2 separate regions of the Columba livia genome follow, and region 2 is linked to region 1. The links are chromatin contacts, called in public Hi-C maps. All regions are on one chromosome and are shown on one strand. The core of a region is the stretch at or near the end of the contact, and the rest is flanking DNA. Distances in the headings are between cores, read along the strand shown.

Region 1 (7,548 bases), core at 3,508-6,007:
AAATGCCAGGGCAATGTCCCGTCGCAAGCAGGGAAACCCGCAGCACTTGTCACAAAGAGAGATTATCACACGTAAGTTTGAACTTGGAACCAGACTGAGCCGAAATCGAGAAGCAAAATTAGGGAAGGGGAGGAAGCGGCTGGGGGGGGGGAGACTCCAAGAGCAACCAAAGCTGGTAAATGACTTCAGAGAGAGGGAGAGGAGAAGGGAATTAAAGAGGGGAGGGGGGTGTGTGGCTAGGGGGGATGGGCTGAGGGTGGAGGGGGGGAGAAGCCCGAAGTTTGCCGTGCGTTTTTGCAGCGGTGCGGAGGTGAGGCGGTCAGGCAGGCGGCGTGGAGCTGGAAAGGCGCTGCCGGCGGGGAGAGCGCGGCGTGGCGTGGAGCGGCGCGGGGCTCCTCCGGGGAGCGGGTGCGTGTGCGGGGGGCGGCGGAGCCGGGCGCGCAGCTGCGGGCCGGGCTATCCCGCTGGGGCTCCGCCGCTCGCCCCCGGCCCCGCTCCTCGTTCCGCGCTCCTCGGGCAGCGCGGAGCGGTGGGAAAAGTTGGCCGAGCGCCTCGCTTCGGCGTGACAGCCGGGCCGGGGCAGGGGGGGCGGCGGATCAAGGTGGGCAGCGAGCAGGGGTGAAGCGGAGCGGCCGGGGGGGGGGCTCTTAACGGGAAGCACATGGAGGCGGTGGGCCGGACAGAGCAACGCGGGCCGGCAGCGGCGGCCGCCGAGCCCCCCGGCGCGGGGAGCGGGGGCAGGTAGATGGGCAGGCTGAACCCTGCCCGCCCCAAATGCATCGCCGGCGGGGGGAGATAACTCTCCTCCAAAGTGGGGGGGAAGGCAGGAGAAGCTTCTTTGAGGCTAGAGGCAGGGCAGAGGGTGCAGGGGGGCCGGGGGCGGGAGGAGGTGTCTGTCGGAGACATGGAGCGCGGGAGAGCCAAGGTGGAGGACAGGTCTAGAGGGCACGAAATGAGGACCAGGCAGCAACACCCGCTAGGGTGCCGGGGCAGGAGCGGATGCTACACTTTGTCGAAGCTCCCATTGTAAAATGAAAACACACACATACCCGCCCGCCGCGCGCCCCCTCACCGCCCCCCCCAAAAAAAGAGAAGGAAAAGATAAAGTGGGGGGAGGGAAGGAGGCACCCCCCTCCAGCTCCAGCATCCCCCTTCCTCCCCGTTTCCACCCCTAAAGCCCCGGGAGAAGGGCGAGCGCCTGCAGGCACGGTCGTGGGCAGGTCCCCTCGCCGGGCGCCCCGCTCCGCTGCTCCGCCGCTCCCGTCCCCGCGGGGCTTGTGCCGCGTGGGGGGGGAGAGGAGTGGGGGCTCCCCCCGGGGCGCGGGACACCAGCGCTCCCCACTTCTCCGCTACCACCGGGGTACGGCAGTGGAGTCAAGGAGGTCCCCATTTTCCTCCTGTAGCATGGGACCCGTTTGGGGGGGTTGGTAGAAAATTCCCTGCACATCGTGGCGAGGTTTGGGGGAGCGGAGGCCGGGATGGGGCCCCGCACCCCGCCGGGAAGGCCGGCCAGACACCCCTTTCCCCTAAGAGGAGTCCGCAAGTTGCTGTGCTGCGGGGGGCGGCGGCGCACACCGAGCCAGCCCGGGGCTGAGCCGGAGCCGCGGTGGATCCGAATATTTATGTTGAGATTTTAAAGAATTTAAATAAATAAATAAAATATTCCCCCGGCTTCTCTCCCTCCCCTGAAAGCCAAGAATAGGAGCCATCTGCCAGGAGCATTTGGTGCTTGCGAGCTCCTCTTTCTTTGTTACCGGTGATAAATTTCTGTTTGTAAGATTTCCTTGGGAATGGAGATATCTATGTGTTTATCATTTTTCCACCTCCTGTGAGATTTATTTTCTTTTCGTATCGGAGGGGTTTAGTGGGGGAGGCAGTTTGAGTCCCGAAATTTCAATTTCTTAGTCTCTTTTTTTTTTTTTTTTGGGTGTACCTTTATTTTTTAACCCGTTCCTCCCTCTCCCCCCCCGCCTCCCAGCCCATCAGCTGGTGGAACACAAATGAAGATGCATCTAATATGAAGTTATTTCTGGGGGGGTTTGTTTTTAATTCATTGTTATTTTGGAGCCAGATTGGCATCACCATAAAAGGTGGATTCAACCCCCTCCTCAGCTCCCTCCCCTTCGTTAATTGCATTTTTGTTTTTAACCATCCGGTTTGGAAAATGCATTTCCTTTTTTATTGGTGGCTTCTTAATTTTTTATTTTATTCTTTTTTAAGAAAAAGCGTCAACAACCTAACCCCTCTAAATCGCCCTGTGAAATTTCTCCCACTTCTTTTCTGTTTCAGTTCCGAGGAAATGTGTGGTGTTGAAAGGGGGTGTGCGGAAAATCTGGTTTGTTGCGCACGTTTGAATTTGTTTAAAGGGGTGAAACATTTATTTTCTCGCTGATGTTGCTGGTGGTGGGGGGAGGTGGGGTGGAGAAGAGAGACAGGTAGGTTTGTTATTCCAGTTTGATCTCCTTTTCTGATCGCTTTACTTGAAAGTAAATAATGAGGCAGGAGAGCATGAGAAGGTGCCGAGGAGCTGCGTGTACAATGGGTTTAGCGAGGAGGCTGGGGAGGAATGGAGAGCAGAGCGGTACGCATATTCCCTCCCTCCCCTCCTGTATTTATCTGTCTCTCCATCCTGAGGAAGCTGGCGGAGAAATCAGCCTGCATACTGAACAGTGGCAGAAAAAAATGAAGGTATTCAGGGGAGGAGGAGGTGGGAGCCGGGGCGTGGGGGGGGGGCGCGCTGCGGCTGGGGCTGGGGGGAGCAGGGAGCGCAGGCATTTCAGCGCACAGGCGCGGAGCCTCAGCTGCAGGCTTGCAGGAGGAGGTTTCGCAATCCCCGCACTCCCCGGGAAGGTGTCATTCTTTGGGGAAATAGCAGCCAGGGAGACTGTCCTCTGCAAGGGAGAGTTTGGAAAGTAGCGGGCGACAGAATGGGAAACCAAAACACTTACAACAAAATAAAGACAACCCCAAGCCAAGCCCCCAAAGCTGGGATGGTTTGATACTATTTTCTGAAATCTTGCATTTATGTCATGTTCAGCTTGGGCTCACTCTCCCTTTTTGGCATCTGTCAGGAAAGTTGCATTTCAGGCTGGATTTGAGGTCTGTGCCAGGCAAGGAAATAGAGATTGGGAGAGAGGTGGGGGGAGAGAGAGAGAACAGTTTTCTGACACTGTTCAGCTGGAGTTTATTGGGTTTCATGCTCTTGGTGTTCAGAGAAACATTTAGATCCTGTGTAAGACAAACAACACAAAAAGCAGAGGGGCTGAAATGTAGTCGTGGTCCAGAGTTGCAGTGTATCCTTAGCACAGTGGTCTTTAAAACTACAAAACAGGATGGCCTGTTGATCCTCAACCAGGCAGCCCCGTAATAGATGCATGTGCAGGGCAAAAAGAAGGAAAACACTTAGAGAAGAGCAGCTCTGGACCTTTATTCAGCCGTGGTGGACAGAACAAACTTGGTAGTCGAGCTCAGTTAGATGAGTGGACAAAGCCAAAGAGGCAATTATGTAAAGAGGAGGCTGAGCTGTTGAGCTGCTCTATGCAAATAAACGTTATTTTAGTTTGATTCAAATTGCTGATTTTCCAGCTAAACATCTTTTTTTAACTCGAGAAATCTGTTTTCAAACTAGTCCTGCATTTTGTATTTGAAGGAAATGTGAAAGGCGAGAGCATGTAAAAAGCTTGCTGATAGCAGTTTTGCAGAAGGCGGCAATGCAAGAACATTTCTGTAGAGCAGAAGTAAAGACTGGGAGGGAAAGGTTCAGTAAAATCATACAATTCCAGGTAGAAAGCCAGGTTTCCCAAGGAGGCTTTTCAGTACCTGGTCAACAGGTTCCCTAGGAAAAGTAATAATTTCCTTTATTGCTTTGTATCTGTACGTAGTCATTAGCAATAATAATAAAAAAACCCTACAAGTTTTTGCATGTCAAAGTTTTCCAAATTGCTTCAAGGAGCTTCTCTTAAAATGCATTTAGATTTAGTGCAATTAATGCACTTTTTCCTACAGAAAAACAAAACAAAAAAAAACCCCCAAAAAACAACAAAACACACCAAGGTAATAAATTCTAATACAAAGAGAACGTAAGCTGTGACTAAAGAATTAGAGTGGAAATTATTATTATTTTGGAGGCAGCTGACTTTTTCATAATACCTGCATAGTTGTGCACAGAAAAGCTTAACATGTTTTTAAAAAGCATTACATGTGTTGGCTTTAAATAGGACAGGAAAATAAAGGTTGCATGTTGTTGGCTTTCACTTGCCGTTCATTTGAATGTATTTGTACCAGACTTGCGAGATTTAAAAAAAAAAAAAACTGGCACATTTTAATAGTTTCTGGTATTTTAAAATGTTTTTTAAAAACTGTTGCAGCGTAGCTAGATTGAGGATCTAGGTTGTTCTGTCCTTTTTGTTGGATGTGCTCAGTGGTTTAAATAGATATACAGCGGGTGAGAAATCATTTTGCATTTTATGTTATTTGCTGGTCGGCAGATGCAGAGCATATTTTGTCCGGCTTATTTAAATATTGAGAAATAAAAGTCTTCAAGATTTTACAACCTGGCTGCCTTTAATAGGAGTGGTTGGAGCCCTTGTCTTGCGCAAAATGTATGTTTCTCTGGAGAACAAAGGGTTGTCTTGTGGCATATTTGACAATAATTAGGACTTACAGGAGTGTGCGCTCGTAGAAGTAGTACAAATTATTGATACCGGTTACCGACTCCAGTTGACACCTCTTCAGCGGCTCTTCCCGGGGCTGAGCTTCCTGCTGGCAAATCTTTTCGCTTAAAAATTGCCTCTGTGCAAGACTTTTGCTTCCCTTCCGCGTTTCCTACCTGGATCGCTTTGCGCTCCGTGCTGTTTGTTGATGGAAAAACACTTTCCAAAATAAACTTTGCTGGCTTCTTTTCTGCTCGCCTCCCGAGCCTGCCTGGTGGCCCGGCTGCCAGTGGCGGGAGATGACGACTAGGGGGAGCTCCCGGCCCGCGGCACGGCGGGGCCGCTGCCCGGGACGGGATGCGCTGCCCGGGGAAATCACAGCCGCGGCTCAGGCAGTTTACGGTGTTGCAAAATGTTTTCGGTGTAAAGTTGTGGTATTGATTTTCATGCGAAGATCTATACAGCACTAGCTGAGAGGGGCTGTGAGCGAGACAAATCTATTTTTAGCTAAATTGTGGCTGAGTAATGGGCTCGGGCGGGCAGGAATTTTTAATTCAAATTATTTTTTAACAATGCCTTTTATCGTCAACGTACGATGTTTAAATTCTCAATTTGTTGTTGTCAGATAGCAATCAGGCTAATTATACCTGTACATGAGTGAGTCTCTGTGCGTGGGGGGAAAAAAACCCACAGAGACCCATTTGTTTGTTCCAGTGGACATAAAAACACAGAGCGGGGAAACTGGAGTTCTAGGGGAAGGTGTGTAGAGCAATAAAGCAGACATACATGTACATAATTTGGTGTTGATTACATGTCAGAAAGCCACATGTATCCCTGCCGAGAGGATTTAACATTAGATAGTTTACCTTACTTTCATCATCAGACCCGTATAGCAAAAAAAATCTGCAGTTCTTGCAAACGAAAATAAGCTATTTTTTTTTTTTTTTTTTTTCTAGAGAAATAAACACAAAATCACATCTGTCATGCAGAAGTTGCTGCTGAGCAGCTCACAGGCTGCTCTGCTGGTCTTGTGCTGTTCTCTACTGCAGTCGGCTTGTGCTTCATGGACGGACTTTAGCGGGACGCTTTCTTGCCCAAACATATAATTTTGTGGCGTACACATGGGAAGCTTTGATCGGTGAATGTTTATTTCACCCAACCCTAGAAATTCATCAGGTTATGATATTGCTAACATAGCACAAGCATCTTCTTATTTTTATGGCACAATATGTGGATGGAGGTTATCCTGTGACAGGAAAGTGCACTTTATTCTAACCTGAAAGAGAAGTAAATTAGGTCAGACAAAAGATCAGGGCTGTCATCAGCTGTACAAAACCCCTTCACTCTTGGGTAGTGAGGGCCAGCAATTTATCTGATTATTTCTCTACTTCATTTATGTTTGAATTGAGCTAGTTGGAAGCATACAGACAGCAGCCAGCTCGTTTGACAGACCGATAAGCTGAAGAGCACAGTGCCCAGGCCGCTGCTGATGCTGGCATTCCCCAGTCGCGGGAGAAACCTTCCCTTCTCCCCTCCTGAAAAATCAAACTTTTCTGACGATGGCTTTCCTTCCATTCCACAACTGTTAACTTTCACCAAGAGAAACAGCAATCTCTCTCTCCTCCTCCCCGTCGCCTCTGCCCACCCAGCACATGCACAACCACACTCCCCTTCGTCCTGCTCCCTCCTCTGCCTCCCACCCGTCCCACTCCCCCAGGTTGAAGCCTGGTGGAAAAGTCTCCCCACAGAGACCTGCTACCTGAAAATGGCTCTCTGCTTCACTGATGGAGCTTTTCCTTCTTTTTGATCGCAGTTTTGTTTCTCCAGGGTTGTGTTGCAGTGGTCGGTTGAATTTGGTCTTCCCTCGGTAGCCTCCAGAGAAAGCAGGCGGAAAAATAAATGAGGGTTGGGGGTTACCGCCTGCTTTAAAGTTAGTGGTACCATAAAAATGCTTGGTGAAGCATCAGCATTGGCTGTAGATGGATTTATATATATGTATCTTTTTAACGAGGGAGGGAAACGACAGCAATAACTGCGTGCATTGATAAATGCATGATTCATTCAGCTGCTCTTACTACAGCACCTTCCTCTTTCATGTTTATTTACTTTCTTAAAATGTATCTGGGCAGGCTGCACATCGTTCCTCGGCACCCACGGTTACAGCCTCAGAAGCAGCTGTGTGTTCAGCTCCCGAACATCAGTTAAATTTGCTCGCTGTCCACCCTCCCTCCCAAAATGCTGTTTCTTGCTCAGTACTGTAGACCCTTGTTGGAGCTTTAAGTAGTAGCCTCTTTCTGTTTCTTTTTTTCTTTTCTTTTTCTTTTTTTTTTTTTTTTCCAAAGGATATATAAAAAATGCCTAAAGCAGGCTATTCAAAAACAAATTAAAGCAGAGGGACACACTTCATGCGTTGCAGGCACACGCCAGTAGAAGCAGGTTAGAGAGTATCATCATTTTACTGGCAAAAGTGACACCAGATCGGGGATTTGATTAATGGTGCAGCATTCACGGGGACTTAGTTCTGTATTTTTGACATATGCAAGTCTTTTGTGCAGTTGCCTCAGTGCAAGAAATTCCTTTTTTTAAAAATTTTTTTATTCCTGGAGCAGCTGATAATTTGTGTGTGTGCTGGATATGCCCAAGGTACTTTCCAAAGACTAAGCACTAGGCAGCACAGTATAAAAAAGGAATCCAAAGTTAAGGGAGAGGAAAAAAACACGCTGGTTTACTTAACTTTTTTATGACCCCTTTTACTAAGCCACTGGAAGAAGCCATAAATTCGCTGAATGTTATAATGAATATGTTTCAATGAAAGTAAAAAAAAAGGCTTAAGAAAATTGCATATGAGCAACAGTGTGCCGTACACAATTGAGAAACACAGTTGCTTTTGAGCCTG
Region 2 (7,548 bases), core at 2,894-5,393, 49 kb after region 1:
TGCTGTAGCACAAACTGGAGAAGTCAGGTTCTATGAATCAGTAAAACGTGCGCTTGGAATGAAACAGGCAAAAATCCCACACAGCGAGGGCTTACATTTCTTAGGAATTTGGCTGTAAGAGTCAGAGGTCCTGGGACTTCTGGAATGAGGTTAACTCAGGCACTAAGCAAGGCAGTGGGGAGACATAGGCACTGGAATCATGCCATGAAACAATGCTTTCTAAATTTTTGTCTTTGCTATTAACATAAGGAATCTCTGGTTAGAGAGAGGACAGTTTGCAGAACATACCTGCAGCTTTTATGCTTGTTTAAATGTCACTTGGCTACTTGGAGCCTATTGTGAACTCATTATTTTCAGTCCATCCCCTGGCAATGGGAGGAGAGCATCTTACCCTTTTTGTGTGTCAGATGGTCTCCTTACCTCTCTTGTATTGACCTAGATTACTTCACTTGAGGCCCAGGTCTAAACCTGATCCTTACGTCTCTTCCATGGCTGTGTGACAAGCGTAGTTCTTCCAGGGCATGTTGTACCATGCCAGCAGTCCACTGATGGATGGGTTAGGGACTGCTGAGGGATGCTTAGCTGAGCACCTTTCCAGGAGCTGCTTTCTGACTTCAGTGGTGTTGTACTCTTATGCCAGCTGTGAACATGATCTATGGAATTCAGGGATGTACGGAAATTTAAGTAAGAATCAGAGTATTGTCGGGAAAGATGTACCATTTCAAACTGTCCATGGTGTTCAGTGAGAAAAACAAAAAATCAATGGGACAACAACATGGCAGCAGCACCCTTTGCTTGTGGGGGACCTATTTTTTTCAGTTTGCATCTCCTAACAGAGACTGGGGTTATTTTCTCTCTTCAGGTTGGACAGGGAGAGAGTAAGTTCATTTATTGTGGCACAGACAGGCTTATAATGCAAAGTCTGTCTAAAAATTGAGTGTTTACGGATTGATTAATCAAAAACCTTTATAAAAATGTGTGAACCGTCAGTTCAACTGGGAATAGGATCATTGTGGTTTTGGCTACGGAGAGGACAAGATTACTGAGTAACTTTACCTTTCTGCAATGCTTTTTAAAATATAATTTTAAAATAATACATTCTTTCTGTATTTTTTCTGTGTTCTCCTTAAACTGTATTAATACCTCCATTGTAAAGTCGAGGTAGCATCTTAAAAACTCTGTAGCCTACTGAAACCAAACCCTTCGCTATCATTGGCAAGAAATACATAGCATAGTTGTACAAAATCTTGTGAAATTGTTGTAAACTCCCTCCTAATTTCCTTCGTACTTTCTCTGCACATTTTCCATGCCGAGCAGTGTGAAAGCTCCAGTGATGCTGGCCCCTGCCTTCACCACCACTGTCAGCGTTCATTAGTGCAGTCGAGCACACTCATAAATGTCTTCCCATATTTAGAACCCTCTAGCCAGAAAATCTTCCCTTCTCTTCTCCCTGTTTTGAGTTAAAAACTGATGGTCAGGGTTTGAGGTTGGCACCTGTGGTTTAATTTTAATTCTGATATCATCCAGAGCTGTAAGGGAGAATGAGGATGTGTGGGAGACAGTACTATCACTGTTAAATAATTTGCTCCTTGCCCTTTCCTGTTAAGTTTGCCAGGCCATATTTTGTGATTGTAAGCTGGGACATCTTAAATTTGTTTTCTCCTTAATAGGTAAAGATGAGGGAATGCTGTTTCTCACTTTCTCCTCACTCTACTCTCTGGGGCTGGCTGGGGCTGCTGAGGAGGTGTTAACCAGGGGATTGCATTGTCCGTGGTTAGATTTGCTCCCCTCCCTGGCAGCACGGGGGCTGTATTGCATAGAGCTCCCTCCCAGCAAGGCCCAGTGAGTCAGCATCCCGCTTGCTGGGCTGGCTTATAGGAACAGGCTGCTCTGTCCTTGGCCACCCTGACCATGGAGTTTCTCCCCACCCACACCTTTCCCTTCCTCTGCTCTGCCCCAACTTCTTTCTTTTTTTTAATATATCATTTCAACTTTGCCATCAGGTAGGTCCTTCGTTCATTGCTGTCTCTGCCAGTGGTCCCTGCAGTAATAATTACAGCGTTTTTTCTAAAAATCAAGTGCATTTTGCACTTTTTTTTTTTTTAAGTGGAAGTGGCTGCTGAAAGTTAACACAGCTTGCAACATTCAGACTTATTGGGCCAGCATGAATTTCCTTAATAAGCTGGGGTATGTGACAGTGTGTGCACGTGTGCCTGTGTGCTTTTTCCCCTAAACTCTGGAATAAGAGTGCTGTCTCTTTAAATCCTAACTCCAACTTTACTGGCGATTTTACAGAGCCTGGTTTCATTTATAGTGGAGCCAGACTTGCTGTGTGAGAGCCGTCCGCATGCTGGAATTAGTCTTAAGCTCGCTTCTGTGGCGTTGCCAAATTCCATGTTTGTGTTTTATTTAGAATTCTTTTCACGGCCAGTCGAATCTGTTCAGGCACACATAGGCAGTGTTGCGCCCCATGGAGAAAATAAGCAAGTTTGCGTTTTCTTTGGCATAGGCCATGGCCACAAAAGACTGCGGTCTAAAAAAACATTTTTTAAAAGCTATTTTAACCCATAACAGATGTATAAAGTAGGCACACGCATGCCAGCTTCCTTAGTTTTAATTAAAAAATAATTACAGCTTTAATGGGATGCTAGTGACAAATTTGGATGAATGGTGGGTGACATTATCTCAAGGCTTACTTCAACTAATAAATTAGTGCATTTCCCTTGGCCAGTGGTAGAGATGAAATTAAATGAAGGAGCAGATTAATATTTCTTAAAGTTACATCGAACCAAACGAAAAACCAAATAAAATAAAAACCCAAGACCCCTTCCTCCCTCTCTTACTCAGATTCCCGTTTGCATGAGATCACAGAACATGGAGAAAAGGTTATTTTCCCTGGCTGATAAATGATCTGGCCAATGATAAACTGGTCTTAGCTTTGTAAGGTACCTGCACCTTTCGTAATTTGACATCGGTAGCCACGTCACCAAATTATTGTGATTAATGTCAGCAGACACTTCTATTTATAAATACATCTAACTAGCCAACACAGTACCTCCGAGCCAGGAAATCTTAAATATAAAACCATCCCTAGGTGCTGCATGTTGCAATGGTTCTCTCTTCATACCTCAGCTAACTGGCTGCCTTTTGCGCTGCGATGCTGGCTGTGATTCTTCACATCTTTAGGCTATTTTCAATTTGAGGCTTTTAAGGCTCACCAGAACTGGGCTAGATGCACAGCCTTGCACAGGTAACAACAGTTTATATTTATTAAAAAATAAACAAAGGAGTAATAAACATGCAATGAGCTAACCCCAGATGGTATCTCTCCTGTTATTACAGTCAGGTATATGCGGCGCTGGGGAAGGGAGAGGGAAGGATCAGCATGGGAGGCTGTGGGTGTTGAAGGAAGAGGAGGAGAGATCTGACACGTTCACTGGAAAAGTGTCTTCCTCCTTCCCATGCAAGCCTCCATCCCACCCATGGACAACCTGAGTAGGTGCTCAGAGGAGAAGTGATGAAGCAACTAATTTTTTCATGGTGTCCAGCAGAACCTCATTTCCTCTGGACTTGCTTGTCCCACCCTGGCGCTTTCCAGCAGCAAAGATAGCCCAGAGTGGGATGGGGCTTTCTGGATGTGAGCAGACGATTGATTTCATGATCTCTGGCACAGGCAGATGAGTATCATTTGTGTGTGGATGGCCAAACCCTGCTCACCATTCTCAGATGTATTCTTGCATGAAACTTCTCATCTGCTTAACATTTAGCACCTCCTTATTAAAAAAACTCTGAAATGCTGCTGATACATGTAATCTAGATTGTGAGAGCTCTTCAGGTAGGAATTGCCAGTTTTCTGTAGCAAGCACGCTATCTTGTTTCCTCGTTAAAAACTATAAGCAATTTTTGGAAAAAGCAATTGAAGGAAAGATAGAAAAAGGAATTATCAGGTGTTTGTTGGATAGCTACGTAACTTCTCCTAGACCAGTCCAGATTTGTCTTGTGATCTACAAATGCTTTGCTACTAATCTCCATGCAAATATGTCAGTGTCCCTCAACTTGCCCGCTGAAAGCTGTCTGCCGTGTGAAGCTGGGGAAACACAGTGTAACGAAGCAACTCTGCTTGGTTCAAGCTAGTCTGGAGAATCTGAGCTCCTCAGCCTGATCTACTTGATCTCTCAGGGAGGGCAGTGTCTATCCTTGGTGTGCAGGGGGTTCATTGCCTGACGACAAACCAAGCCAGACTCTCCAAAGACAAGATTCTTAGCCTTTGTTTAACTGCAGTGAAAGAGAAAGATATTTTCCTTTGTCGTCTGAATGAGGATTTCTGTGGTAATATTTCCCTGAGCTCGAATTCCTCATGAGTGAAAATGAAGTTCCAGCATTAAAAACATGAGTCACACAGTGCAGATGAGAGTAATTTTTGCATTCCTGGAATTTTTGGAAGGGAAACATTACATTTGCATTAATCCTTTCAATTATACCTTATTGCTAAAATAAGCCGTGAGGCATTCTGCAGTAGAGCCCTTTGCTATTTGGTTTCAGCTGAGGCTTTGAAACTAGCACCTGAAAGCTTTTAGACTCCTGTGTGTCAGTATCTTAATTTTCTTTTTATGTTGCTGCACACAGGATGGTCTGGTATCTTTTTTATTTACTCCTTAGGATTTTTTTGTTTAATAAATAAGAGTAATTTGATTTGTTCTGATCTGTCTCAAGTATCTAATTGCTGCTGTAGAGAATGATTAATGTCCAGTTGAAAGGATTCCACATCTATAAATGAGAATTGAAAGCAGATGTTAGTTTGATGAACGTGTGCTGCCCATTCCTTGTCTGCACTGGCTCAGAGAGAAGGCTGCTAAGATATTGCTATTTATCAAAAGAGAGATGTTAGATGCCAAATACAGTTCAGAGTCACACACCTATCATGAGCCAAGTGAACAGTTAACAAATAATGTATCCCAGGTAGTATTTTTCTCTGCTTGTGAAATATCTGTACACAAGACAGCATTATCCTCAAATTGTCAGAAATACTTGACAAACTCCAGTTCAAGAGAGTGCACTGTGAGTTGATTATAACCAGGACTTTGTGTCTCAGTTCTTACTTGGGGAGTATGTCGTCCGAGGGCAGGTAAGTTCAGTTTCCAGAGCTATTGCCTGCACAATGCTGATTCTGAAGTTAATTCAACCCATAAAAAGAATTACGAAGCTGATACTGTTCTCTTTTCTATTTGTGGACTGGCTAGGTGCTCAAGCATTTCTGGCAAGCCAGGCCAAATGCTTTTCAGAGTTTGCTAGCTTGAGTTCATGCAGAACTGTGGAGAGCAGACAGTAAAACGACCAAAAGACTGAATTGCCTGGGCACAAGATCAGTTTTTGTAACATCCTGCCAACTTTGACGTACACTCGCACACAGTAAGTGCAATAGCTTTTATATAAAAGCAGGTACCAATGGGATCTTTTCACGTGGGCTCCTCAGTTTAGTAATGCATGATGCTGTACAGTCCTTTCACACGTGGTGCTCTCTTGGCTGTCGGAGTTCGCCTTCCCAGCCAGTATGTAACAGCAGGTTAGCAGCCAGCGCATGTCAGAGTGGAGGAGGAGAAATTCTGGCCAAGGGCAGGCATTTCTGACAATGGCAATAGGATTGTGAGTGTTTCCAAAAAAACAAGAAATCTTTCTTTTTTAAAACCTCTCTTAAAAATCTTTCCTGGACTCTTAAATGTTCACCAGTATGACTGTGGACAAAAGAGTAAAAAAAAGATTAATAGATTTAGTCACTTTTGGGGTTTTTTTGGTGAAATGGTTTTTGCATTTTTATTTTTTGTTAAATCATCATTCAGATAATACCAAGACTAGCAAACTATCTCACAGGTGGACAGATGGAAATGTAAGGACCAACTCAAATCTTCCTTGCTGTCTATAAATCAGGCTGATTTGCGATATGTGTGTATGGCAAGAGAGAGAGAAGAGAGGAGAAGGACAAAAAAAGGTACAGAGAAAGGACCTGGAGTGATGGAGGAGGACAGGTACTGGCATCCCAGAGCTCTGGCTATGTCAGCTTCTGTGCTGCAGTCGTGTAAAAATGACAACAGAGTACTGTCAGTAGGACCTTCCATTCCTCTGGTACCTGAATAGGACTCTGTATCCAGTAGTCAGGTGAGAACAGAGGAGAGCTTGGTTTTACATTTATCTGTCTTTTCCATTTAGGGACTAACTATAACAACATTAATTTCAAATAAAATTGTTTCTTAAAATCCTTGGCTTTTGTTTTGTGGACAGTACTGAACTGAGGAGTTAGACAATTAAAGTAACTACCGGGGTAAAACCTGGCCTTTTAGATTGTTTCTGATTATTTTTCCTGGCCTATATCTACCTGACTCTGCTATAATGTCAACAGTTTCCAACTGATATACCTCACAAAGTGACTGGAAATCTGAAATTGTACCAAAATAAAATAAATGGTATCTCTCTTCCTACCAGATCATACTTTAAAGTTATTAAAACCCCAAACCTGATTTTTGCCTTTCTTTACTTGTCTTTCTCCACTCTCTTCTTAGCTTAGTTTTCTTATAGGGAAGAAATTTAATTGATGCAAATACAACTATCCTAAATTAAGCTGGAGAGATACTCATGTGCGTGATATCATCACTGGTCAGCCTGTAGTGCATGGTAAACTTCATTTCTGTGGAGGAGAGCTAGGACTGAAGTCAAGAGATGGGGCACAGCTTACAGTGCAGTCAGCAAAATATGTCAGAGTTTCTCTTGGTGTAGTCTCCTGACTGGTTGTTCCTATATCCTTATGTGGGGTAGGAGAAAACACCCTTGAGAAAGTGTGTGAAGGAAGCTATCCTTTGTAACATGGTGGCTTTCCTCATTGCAATGAATCCAGACTGCTGAATGAGCTGTGAATGTGTAATTTTTGCAGGACAAGGCTTGTCCACAGTATTTTATTGTTTCTGGAAGTGGTCACTTGAGCAAGTACACATGTGTTCTGACTCAGTGTTGATTTGCTTTGGCTGCTTCTTAGTAGGTTTTCCTGTGAATAAAGGTGTGTCTGGCCCTGAGCAAATTGTGGAACTCCCTTGTGTTGGCAGTGCAAAGGTGTAAAGGGGTTGGGAAGCACATAGCTCAACGTACATCAGAGGCTTAGCATCAGGAATCTCATGTTTTCTCTGCATGGGCAGATACTCTGTTGGCCTTACACAACTGAGGGCACGGCCCTAAGTTTTAATCATGCATCTAAAATCAAAGGCGAACACCACATAGGCAGTGTTCCTTGGAAAAGGCAGCTTTATGAGAGCAACAACAGGCTTGTTTTACAGCTGGGAGAAAAGAAAGCATTCCTGTCCAGGGCTCCCCAATGATAACAATGAAAGGACCCTGTATTTGGCTAAAAAAGGAAAATATAGATTGAAAAATATTAAGAGTGGATTTCAGAATTTGTTGTATGCTTTTATTGCTATCCAGTGAAAAGTATTAATAAGAGAAAGAGATTCTTGTACTTCATGTTCTATTCCCTATGGTTTGGGAAAACTAACTCCAAGCCTTGTT

Evidence for each region. A called contact is a pair of places that touch in the nucleus more often than the background predicts.
Region 2: a Hi-C map of crop shows a contact between it and region 1, with 2.6 times the contacts expected there. The contact joins two enhancer-like sites. A contact is called at or near these places in 2 of 2 Hi-C or Micro-C datasets (crop and liver).

The regions. Positions count from the first base shown.
Region 1 is chr5:14,071,049-14,078,596 of bColLiv1.pat.W.v2, forward strand. It overlaps BCL11B (BCL11 transcription factor B), which reads left to right. Exons shown (of 4, transcript XM_005506107.4): 1 at 1-71. The coding sequence starts at 14. Among named protein-coding and RNA genes, the nearest start is that of BCL11B, 5.0 kb to the left of the region's middle. Within about 2 kb of position 4,758, at least 1 of the 3 cell types and tissues checked has an H3K27ac peak away from gene starts, as active enhancers do.
Region 2 is chr5:14,120,623-14,128,170 of bColLiv1.pat.W.v2, forward strand. The region is part of intron 3 of BCL11B (BCL11 transcription factor B); the gene reads left to right. Among named protein-coding and RNA genes, the nearest start is that of BCL11B, 55 kb to the left of the region's middle. Within about 2 kb of position 4,144, at least 2 of the 3 cell types and tissues checked have an H3K27ac peak away from gene starts, as active enhancers do.